3 separate regions of the Sus scrofa genome follow, and regions 1 and 2 are each linked to region 3. Evidence: chromatin contacts called from public Hi-C and promoter capture Hi-C data. All regions are on one chromosome and are shown on one strand. The core of a region is the stretch at or near the end of the contact, and the rest is flanking DNA. Distances in the headings are between cores, read along the strand shown. Region 1 holds the start of NECAP1 (adaptin ear-binding coat-associated protein 1). Region 2 has its middle 30 kb from the start of NANOG. Region 3 holds the start of SLC2A3 (solute carrier family 2, facilitated glucose transporter member 3).

Region 1 (2,700 bases), core at 181-2,680, 80 kb before region 3:
AACTACCTCTTTGTCAAACGATACAACCCACCAGGTCTAGTGCACAGATCAGCAAGCACAAAGCTGATCAGCAAGCACAAAGCTTCTCACCATGAATGAACCTCTGATAAGGAGGCAAAATAACGGACATAGGGAGAGGATAACTTTTGGGCCAAGGTAATAATAAATGCCAAGAGGAACATCATGATGGCAATATGAGTCAGAAATCAAAACAGTATCTTATATACTGCCTTATTGTTTCCTAAATTCTTTTTAGGAAATTCATTTTCAATTCTTTTTCACATTTACTATACGACTTCATTTAACCCTCCAAAAACTTCTGCAAGGTATGTACCTAAAGCAGGTTTATTTATCAACTTTTTTTTTTTTTTTCTATTTTACAGATGAGAAAACCGAGGTTTGGAGAGGTTAAGAGATTTGTCTCAAATCACAGAGCTGTTAAGTTGCCAGGGCTCATACTCACATTTTTTTAACATGTAACCCAATAAATGACATGTTAACTCTTTGGACTACATGACTTGGTGACTTCCTACAGCCTCCTGAGCCCTCCGTCATTGGATTATAAGGGTTGGTTAGTTAGCCCTACAGAGAAAATGCTGCGTTAACTCTGGAGGCAAAAGCTTTAACAGAAATTAAGAGGGAAGGAACACAGAAAACACTATAGCAAATATACTTAAAAAGAAACAGACTGGACGACATTGGAAAACTTATGATCATAACCGTTGTCTACCGACAAAAAGAGCTGAAGGGAAAAACCATACGGTGGATGATGATATTTGGTAATAAGACTGAACAGCACAAAAGATAAATTAGCTCATCCAGAAAGCGGCCAACAACACAAAGAGTACCCACAAATGCGCACGAGGTACTGGAAATGGGGTAGAGAAGGGGAGACGAGGGTGACAAGCTGAAGGACGCAGGGAAAAGCGAAGGAAAGGTGATTGTAGATAGAGCAGGTAGGTTATCCATACCCACTGGATGTGGATAACCGGGAACAGATGGGTAGTCCAGAGGGTTCGAAGAGGAGGAGGGGTGAGAGAATGCAGGATGGTAATTTTTTTTAAGCAGCGGAAACAAGGATGATGGAAGTTCTGAGTTGGGGAAGAGCAAGAAGACAGGACGGTAACATCCCAGGTGAGGAGGCTAGCAAGGTGATAACCCAGAGGAGGAAGTGGGAGGGACAGGCAGCGTGCCACCTGAAGAGCAAACTACCATCCCGACCGGGTACGCCTGTGCTGCAGCGCCTCGGGTTAGTACCTGTAACCGCGGTTGGAGGCCCGGGGCGGAATCCGGTAGACGCTGACGTCGGGCTTCACACACAGGACCGACTCATACTCCAACTCGGCCGCCATCTTGGCTCTGCGCTCCGCGCCGCTGGGGGCGGGGCGTCAGCACGGGGGCGGTACGTAGAGGCGGGGAATGGCCTTACGCAACAACTTCCGCTTTTGCTACTTCCGCTCGCGTTTCGACAGGTCTCTGAGATTAACCTCCGGTGGGCGGTTTGGGGAAGCCATGTTGAAACCTGGAAACAGTGAGGTTGCGCGACGCACCATCTTGGGTAATGGCAAGGATGCCTTCCTTGTGCGTGATTCACGTTAGGGAAATCTCCATCCCCGAGAAGCGATGAGGGAAAGCGCCATCTTGCTCCCAGTGGTTGACATCGGTTCTGTCAGAGGACGACCATCTTAAAAGTCTGGCGATTTTTTTTCTTTCCAGAGTCACTTCTCAACCGTGGTTTCTAAGCAGAAAAGGGCTCTCCTCCAGTGGATTTTAATCTTCCAAATCCAAAGTTCAAAAATGCACAGCCGGATCCGTTGCCTTATAATAGCACTTTTTTATCTGGGAGTTTCCAGACAGGTACCTGTTGAAATAGTCGGCCACACTTTCAGTGTGTATTATGGTTATCTTTTTGTAAATGTTGCACATGTTAAACTGTAAATGGGATCAGCTCGATTCCTGACCATTTCGGAAAACATCATGAACTATTTAATAGCCGCTGTTTGCTCCCAGTTCTATTATCATGATAAATCCTACTAACAGTTTCTATAAACATGTGCCTTGTACATTCTAAATATAAACTTGCCACAACACTGTCACTTAAATGATTTAATTAGCACAGATAGCAAAAGGAAAGCTGAGATGCGAACTTAAGTCTATCTTAACTACAACAGCTGTGGTCTGCATTGCATTATGTTGACTGAATGAAAAACCTATCCCTAATTTGTCTACCCTATGTAGCAAAGTAATATTTTAAAATTTTAAAAAAATAATAAGGAGTTTCCTGTCATGGCTCAATGGTTAACGACTCCAACTAGGAACCATGAGGTTGTGGGTTCGATCCCTGTCCTTGCTCAGTGGGTTAAGGATCCTGCGTTGCCATGAGCTATGGTGTAGGTCAGGTATGGTGTAGGTCACAGGCGCGGCTGGGATCCTGCTTTGTTGTGGCTCTGGCGTAGGCCAGTGGCTGCAGCTCCAATTACACCCCGAGCCTGGGAACCTCCATGTACTACGAGAGCGGCTCTAGAAAAGGCAAAAAGACAAAAATAAAAATAATAAATAAAAATACATTAAAATAAAGAGAATAATATCTAGCGTTTGTAAGGGTATGAGGAATCGGATACTCGCCTACACTGTTGGCAGGAATGTAAATTGGTACATTTCTAAAGGAAAATGTAGCAGAATTAAAATATTGTACATAAC
Region 2 (2,767 bases), core at 64-2,563, 80 kb after region 3:
ATGTAGCCTTCCTTACACCCAACTTAATCCTCAAACTGTGGTGCTCTGTATCAGAGGAGATGAAAGGGTGAAACACCCCTGTCTGTCCCCAGGGATCCTCAGAGAGTACACCACATTCTCCAAAACTGTTGTTGTCTCCGCTCCTTTTTTCCATCTTTACTTCCTTATAATTCATTCTTCACATGACCAGAGTGACCTTTTAAAATCAGATCATGTTGCTCCCCTGCTCAAAGCTTTCCAATTCCACTTAAAATAGTTTTAAAATAGTTACGCTTAAAATAGTATCCAGGCTTTTCCCCCGGAGGCTGGTGCTATCTGGAGGCATTCAGAATGGTCCAGCGGTTGACATACCCTTGTAGGCTGTCCTACAACACAACCACTAATAAAACTAGGTTGTCCAGAACCTCTGATGATAGAATTATTTAACTTTATACCAAAAAGGATGGGAAAGCACCAAAATCCTCCTATGGCACATGCCCAGGCCACCTTTGAAGGGTTCATGCTGAGAGACCGGAAGTTGTCCACACAAAAAACATACCAGCAGGGCCTTTGGTAGTTCTGTGGGACCTAAATGTCTGTGGCAGGATCAAGCGAGTTTGCTGTATGGAGGAACAGAAAGTCATTGTGAAAGTGTGGAAGGCACAAAGCAGAGTCAGAACACTAAAAAAACGAAGTGTTTTGAGGGATCAAAAAATCAAAAGCAGAGTTCCGTGGTAATGAGCCTGACTAACATCTAAGAGGACGGCAGTTCGATCCCTGGCCTCACTCAGTGGGTTAAGGATCTGGTGTTGCCATGAGCTGTGGTGTAGATTACAGACACGGCTCAGATCTGGCATTGCTGTGGCTGTGGTGTAGGCCGGCAGCTACAGCTCCAGTTTGATCCCTAGCCTGGGAACCTCCAAATGCTGTGGGTTTGGTCCTAAGGGCCTAAATAAATAAATAAATAAATAAAAGATGTAAGAGAACTCAATATGGTATCCGGGAGCTGAGGGGAGAGTGTGCAAGAAAGGACAAATTTGGGAGACTATCTCCCCAGAGGAGGTTCAGCTTTTTCTGGAAAAGGCATGGTTGCCATTTCCTGGAGAGCAGGAGAATTTGCTGGACTGCACAGCTGCCTCTGTACACAGATGCCAAATAGAAACGTGGAGTTCGAGGAAACAGAAAAAACAGCTTTAATTGTCAGTGAAAGGGATCGTGGCAGGCTAGTGCCTTAAGGACTGTGGCCCCCTGAGGGGGTAGTGAGGAGTCTTATAGTGTTTGAAGAGCAGGGCGTGGTCAGCTTATGAACAACTTCCTGATTGGTGGGTGGTGAGGTAGTTGGAGTTAGTGTCATCAACTTTCTGGTTCCTACCCCACTGGGGTTTATGGACTTGCAGTCAGCATAGAGTTGACTTCTTTCACCTGCTGAGAGCTTCAGCACCAGCAAAACAAATGAACAAACAAAACAGCTCTGGAGTTCCCATCGTGGCTCAGTGGTTAATGAATCCGACTAGGAACCATGAAGTTGCGGGTTCGATCCCTGGCCTTGCTCAGTGGGTTAAGGATTGGGCATTGCCATGAGCTGTGGTGTAGGTCGCAGACGCGGCTTGGATCCTGTGTTGCTGTGGCTCTGGCGTAGGCTGGCAGCTACAGCTCCGATTCAACCCCTAGCCTGGGAACCTCCATATGCCGCGGGAGCGGCCCTAGGAAAGGCAAACAGACAAACAGACAAACAAACACGGCTCCAAGGACATGGCTCAAATACAATCTATAGTCCTTGAGGAATCAAAGGTCCTTGACCTTGTTGAGTGGCTAAACTATTACTCCTCTGTCTTGCTTGACCGTTTTCCCTTTATTTTCTCACTTTTCTGATTAAATTGATTCTTTGACTAGTTTTTCTATGGACAAAAAGGCAGTTGAAGGACATGAGTTGGGGGTCCACTCTGGGAAAACCTCACAGGGTCCTGCTTGATTACACTCCCCAGGCAAGCAAGAAACAACTCTTAGGTACGCCACGGCTGGTGGCCAGATATGTGAGTATTCAGAAAGGATCAAGCTGGCAACAGGTGAGAGGCATGGGACCTAGTGGAGTGAGTGCCAACCCTGGCCAGGCTGTGAGGTGGGTGAGGGAGCCTGGGTTCTGGGTGCATGCCTGACGGGGAGGGGACACCCCCCCCAATGTTGTCTCATCTCCACTACTGACCTGTGATATAGCCACGGACACCAGCAGAAGCCCACTTCCCTCTACAATATCCTTCTAGCACCATCTACTGAGAAAAACTTCACTGTGCTTAACAAGCCAAATAGATGATTCAAAGGGAATTCCAGGCATTACCACAAAACAGGTCTTGAAAGATGAATTTGACCCACAGCAAATATAATACTCAATGGAGAAAAGCTGAAAGCCTTCCCACTAAAATCTGGAACAAGACAAGGATACCCACTCTCACCACTTTTATTCAACATAGCACTGGAAGTCCTAGCCACAGCAATCAGACAAACAAAAGAAATAAAAGTGTCTAAATTGGAAGAGAAGAGGTAAAACTGTCACTGTATGCAGATGACATGATACTACATATAGAAAGCCCGTGGAGTTTCTGTCATGGCTCAGTGGTTAACGAATCTGACTAGGAACCATGAGGTTGCAGGTTCGATCCCTGGCCTCGCTCAGTGGATTAAGGATCCCAAGTTGCTGTGAGCTGTGGTGTAGGTCAAAGACGCGGCTCTGATCTGGCATTGCTGTGGCTCTGGTGTAGGCTGGCTGCTACAGCTCCGATTAGATCCCTAG
Region 3 (2,862 bases), core at 19-2,518:
CTCTCCTGGGAACCTCCATATGCCATGGGTGCGGCCCTAAAAAAGACAAAAAGACAAAAAGTCAAAAAAAAAAAAAAAACTTTATTGAGGTAGAATTGGTTTACAACGTTGTGTTGGTTTCAGGTGTATAATAAGGTGATTCCGAATATACATAATTTTTTCAGATTATTATTATTTTTTGGCTGCACTTGCAGCATGCTGAAGTTCCTAGGCCAGGGGTCAAACCTGCACCATAGCAGTGACAGTGTTGGATCTTTAACCACTCCGCTGCCAAGGAACTCCCCTCTTTTTCAGATTCTCTTCCATCATCATTTACTACAAGATATCTAACATAGTTCCCTATGCTGTACAGTAGGTCCTTGTTGATGATTAATTTTATATAGAGTGGTGTGTTGATGTTGATCCCAAACTCCTAATTTTTGGTAACCATAAATTTGGTTGTTCAGTTGCATATCTTTTCATGAGTTTATTGCTCACTAGGATATTCTCTTTTGAGAAGTGTAGCACAGACCTTTTTAAAAAACCCTTGTCAGAGTTCCCTTGGCTCAGCAGAAAGGAATCGGAATAGTATCCATGAGGACAGCAGGTTCCATCCTTGGCCTCGCTCTGTGGGTTAAGGATCCAGAATTGCCCCGAGCTCCGGTGCAGGTGGCTCACATCCCTCATTGCTGTGGCTGTGGTGTAGGTGGGGAGCTGCAGCTCCAATTCGACCCCTAGCCTGGGAACTTCCATATGCTGCGGGTGGGGCGCTAAAAAGACAAAAATAAATAAATAAATAAAACCTTGTCACTCTGGACTCATCCCTTACTAAAGCTAAGCTATGAGTACACGCTCTCCAAAACACCCTTTCCTCTCTTGCCCCGCCCCTCCCCGGAAAGCGCAAATGGGGGGGGGGTGACTTTTACTCCTAATTCTAAATTTTAAAGAGTCCCTTTCAAGAGGTGGAGGGAAAGACAGATGGGGCTTTTCCTCGGAAAAAGAGCTACTGGGGTTCAAAAGAAGGCTCTCTGCCTTCTCAGCTCCGATTCTGGCCCCCCCTTGCGGATATATCTGGGGGCATCACCTTCGGAGTGAGGAGGTTTGAGGGGGAAAACGGTATCTCTTAAAGCAGAAATGTTAACACGCTCTTAACCGCGGCGTTAAGGATGGTGGGGCCCACAGCTATTTCCCAGTAAAGGGTTCCCCGCCTCTCCGCCGAGGCACTGGGGGCGCGGGGTGGGAGCCGGTGGGCGGCGGTCCGGTTGGTCAGTTTGGCTTGAAGGTGAGAAGTAAGGCTGCGGCCGTGGTTGGAGGGACTGGTGAAGGCGACCCCTGCTTACACCGCGGGAGCCGGACACACGAGTCACGTTTTATTCCCACATCAACGGATCCCTCAAAACGGAATCCTGGGCTTCTCCTAGATGCGCTGGGGTCCTAACGGCCGCTCAGGGGACGGGCGGAAGCGCAGCGGCAGCATCACCGCCACCCCCCACCCCCCACCCCGGGCACAGCCTCCTGGGACCAACGGAGCGACGCGGGTGGCCCTGGACATGGGCGGTTGAGCGGAGCCGCTGGGCCCAGTCGCAGTTTGCCGGGTCCAGGTGTTGAGCGAGCAGCGCTGTTCCTGTGCCCGGCCGCCGTGAGGACGACCCTCCCAGCTGGGCTCGGGTAGAGGTGGGTGGTGACTCACTGTTGGGCTGGCCTAAGGGAGAAGGGCTGGTGGGGCTTTGGAGAAACTAGCATGTAGCCTCCGAGTATTGGAGAGAATGTTTTGTTATTTCCTGAGCACCTACCATGGAGGAGCCCTGCTCCACGTGCTGGGGATCCCACTGTGACCAGGCAGGCAATGGCCCTGAAGTTTATATTCTAGGGAAGGGATAATCGACAAAAAAAAAAAAAAAAAAAAAAAAAGCGTGAATGTATAACAAAATGCCAAACGGTGATAAATCTTATGAAGAAAATACACAGAAATGGAGAGGGGACTGGCATATTAAATTGGGGAAGGGAGAAGGGGTGACACTTCCAAGAGTCTTTTGACCCGAGGCCTGAAGAAAGTGAGGGAGCCATAGGAAAACCATTTAGAGAAAACTATGCTAGTCTTGAAAGGTATCTACCAAGAGTTTAAGTGCTATACAGATGAGTAGCTTTGTAGATTTTTGCAAGATGAAAATTAGCATTTTCTTAGAAAATTATGGCTCATTCATTCAGTGCAAGTAGCACCTCAGTTTTTTTTCTTTCTTTCTTTCTTTCTTTTTTTTTTTTTTGCCTTTTGCTTTTTAGGGCCGCACCTGTGGTGTATGGAGGCTCCCATGCTAGGGTTCGAATCGGAGCTAGAGCTTCCAGCCTACGCTACAGCTGCCGGCCTGTGCCACAACCACAGCAATGCAGGATCCAAGCCGTGTCTGTGACCTACACCACAGCTCACAGAAACTCTGGATCCTTGACCTACTGAGCAAGGCCAAGGATCGAACCGGCAACGTCATGGTTCCTAGTTGGATTCATTTCTACTGCACCACAACGGGAACTCCGGCACCTCACTTTTAAAGAAAAGCATATTAATTTGAGCTAGAAGAGTTGTGGGGTTTGTTTTTGTTTTTGTTTTTTACCCAAGTGAGGATGACTGGAAGACAAGAACCAGGGGACAGAGGAAAGGAGAGAGATGAAGATGGGCGTGGGAAGGTTGCAGAGAAGTGAAAAGGAAAGGGTATAAGGAGGCTGTGGAATAGTCAAAGGAGTTGTCTGTCCTGATTCTCCCCCGCCTCCTAATAAACTCGGGAAATAGTCCTAGCAGTTCAGTGTATGTCTCAGCTAATCCTCAAAACTATGCATCCAAGTCAGGAGAGCTGGTCGAGGAGGAATCACTCAGACTTGATAACTGGTTAA

What was found. Promoter capture Hi-C pulls out the DNA fragments that hold promoters and counts their contacts. A called contact is a pair of places that touch in the nucleus more often than the background predicts.
Region 1: a contact with region 3 is called in a promoter capture Hi-C map of fetal skeletal muscle, with 4 times the contacts expected there. The contact joins the promoter of NECAP1 here to the promoter of SLC2A3 in region 3. A contact is called at or near these places in 1 of 5 promoter capture datasets (fetal skeletal muscle), 6 of 47 Hi-C or Micro-C datasets (embryonic fibroblasts, liver, omental adipose tissue and 2 more) and 2 of 2 datasets of contacts at active chromatin or transcription factors (alveolar macrophages and skeletal muscle).
Region 2: a Hi-C map of alveolar macrophages shows a contact between it and region 3, with 2.2 times the contacts expected there. The contact joins the enhancer-like site here to the promoter of SLC2A3 in region 3. A contact is called at or near these places in 4 of 5 promoter capture datasets (fetal liver, fetal skeletal muscle and liver), 27 of 47 Hi-C or Micro-C datasets (adipose tissue, alveolar macrophages, blood and 13 more) and 2 of 2 datasets of contacts at active chromatin or transcription factors (alveolar macrophages and skeletal muscle).

The regions. Positions count from the first base shown.
Region 1 is chr5:63,121,010-63,123,709 of Sscrofa11.1, reverse strand. NECAP1 (adaptin ear-binding coat-associated protein 1) reads right to left here and starts at 1,430. Exons shown (of 8, transcript XM_021092395.1): 1 at 1,258-1,430. The coding sequence starts at 1,352. LOC110260746 (a long non-coding RNA gene) reads right to left here and starts at 1,251. Exons shown (of 2, transcript XR_002344116.1): 1 at 1-1,251.
Region 2 is chr5:62,960,222-62,962,988 of Sscrofa11.1, reverse strand. It overlaps the pseudogene LOC106507524. Among named protein-coding and RNA genes, the nearest start is that of NANOG, 30 kb to the right of the region's middle. Within about 2 kb of position 1,313, at least 9 of the 83 cell types and tissues checked have an H3K27ac peak or open chromatin away from gene starts, as enhancers often do. A contact at or near this core is called in alveolar macrophages and retroperitoneal adipose tissue, where this site is marked.
Region 3 is chr5:63,040,361-63,043,222 of Sscrofa11.1, reverse strand. It overlaps SLC2A3 (solute carrier family 2, facilitated glucose transporter member 3), which reads left to right and starts at 1,268. Exons shown (of 11, transcript XM_021092391.1): 1 at 1,268-1,653.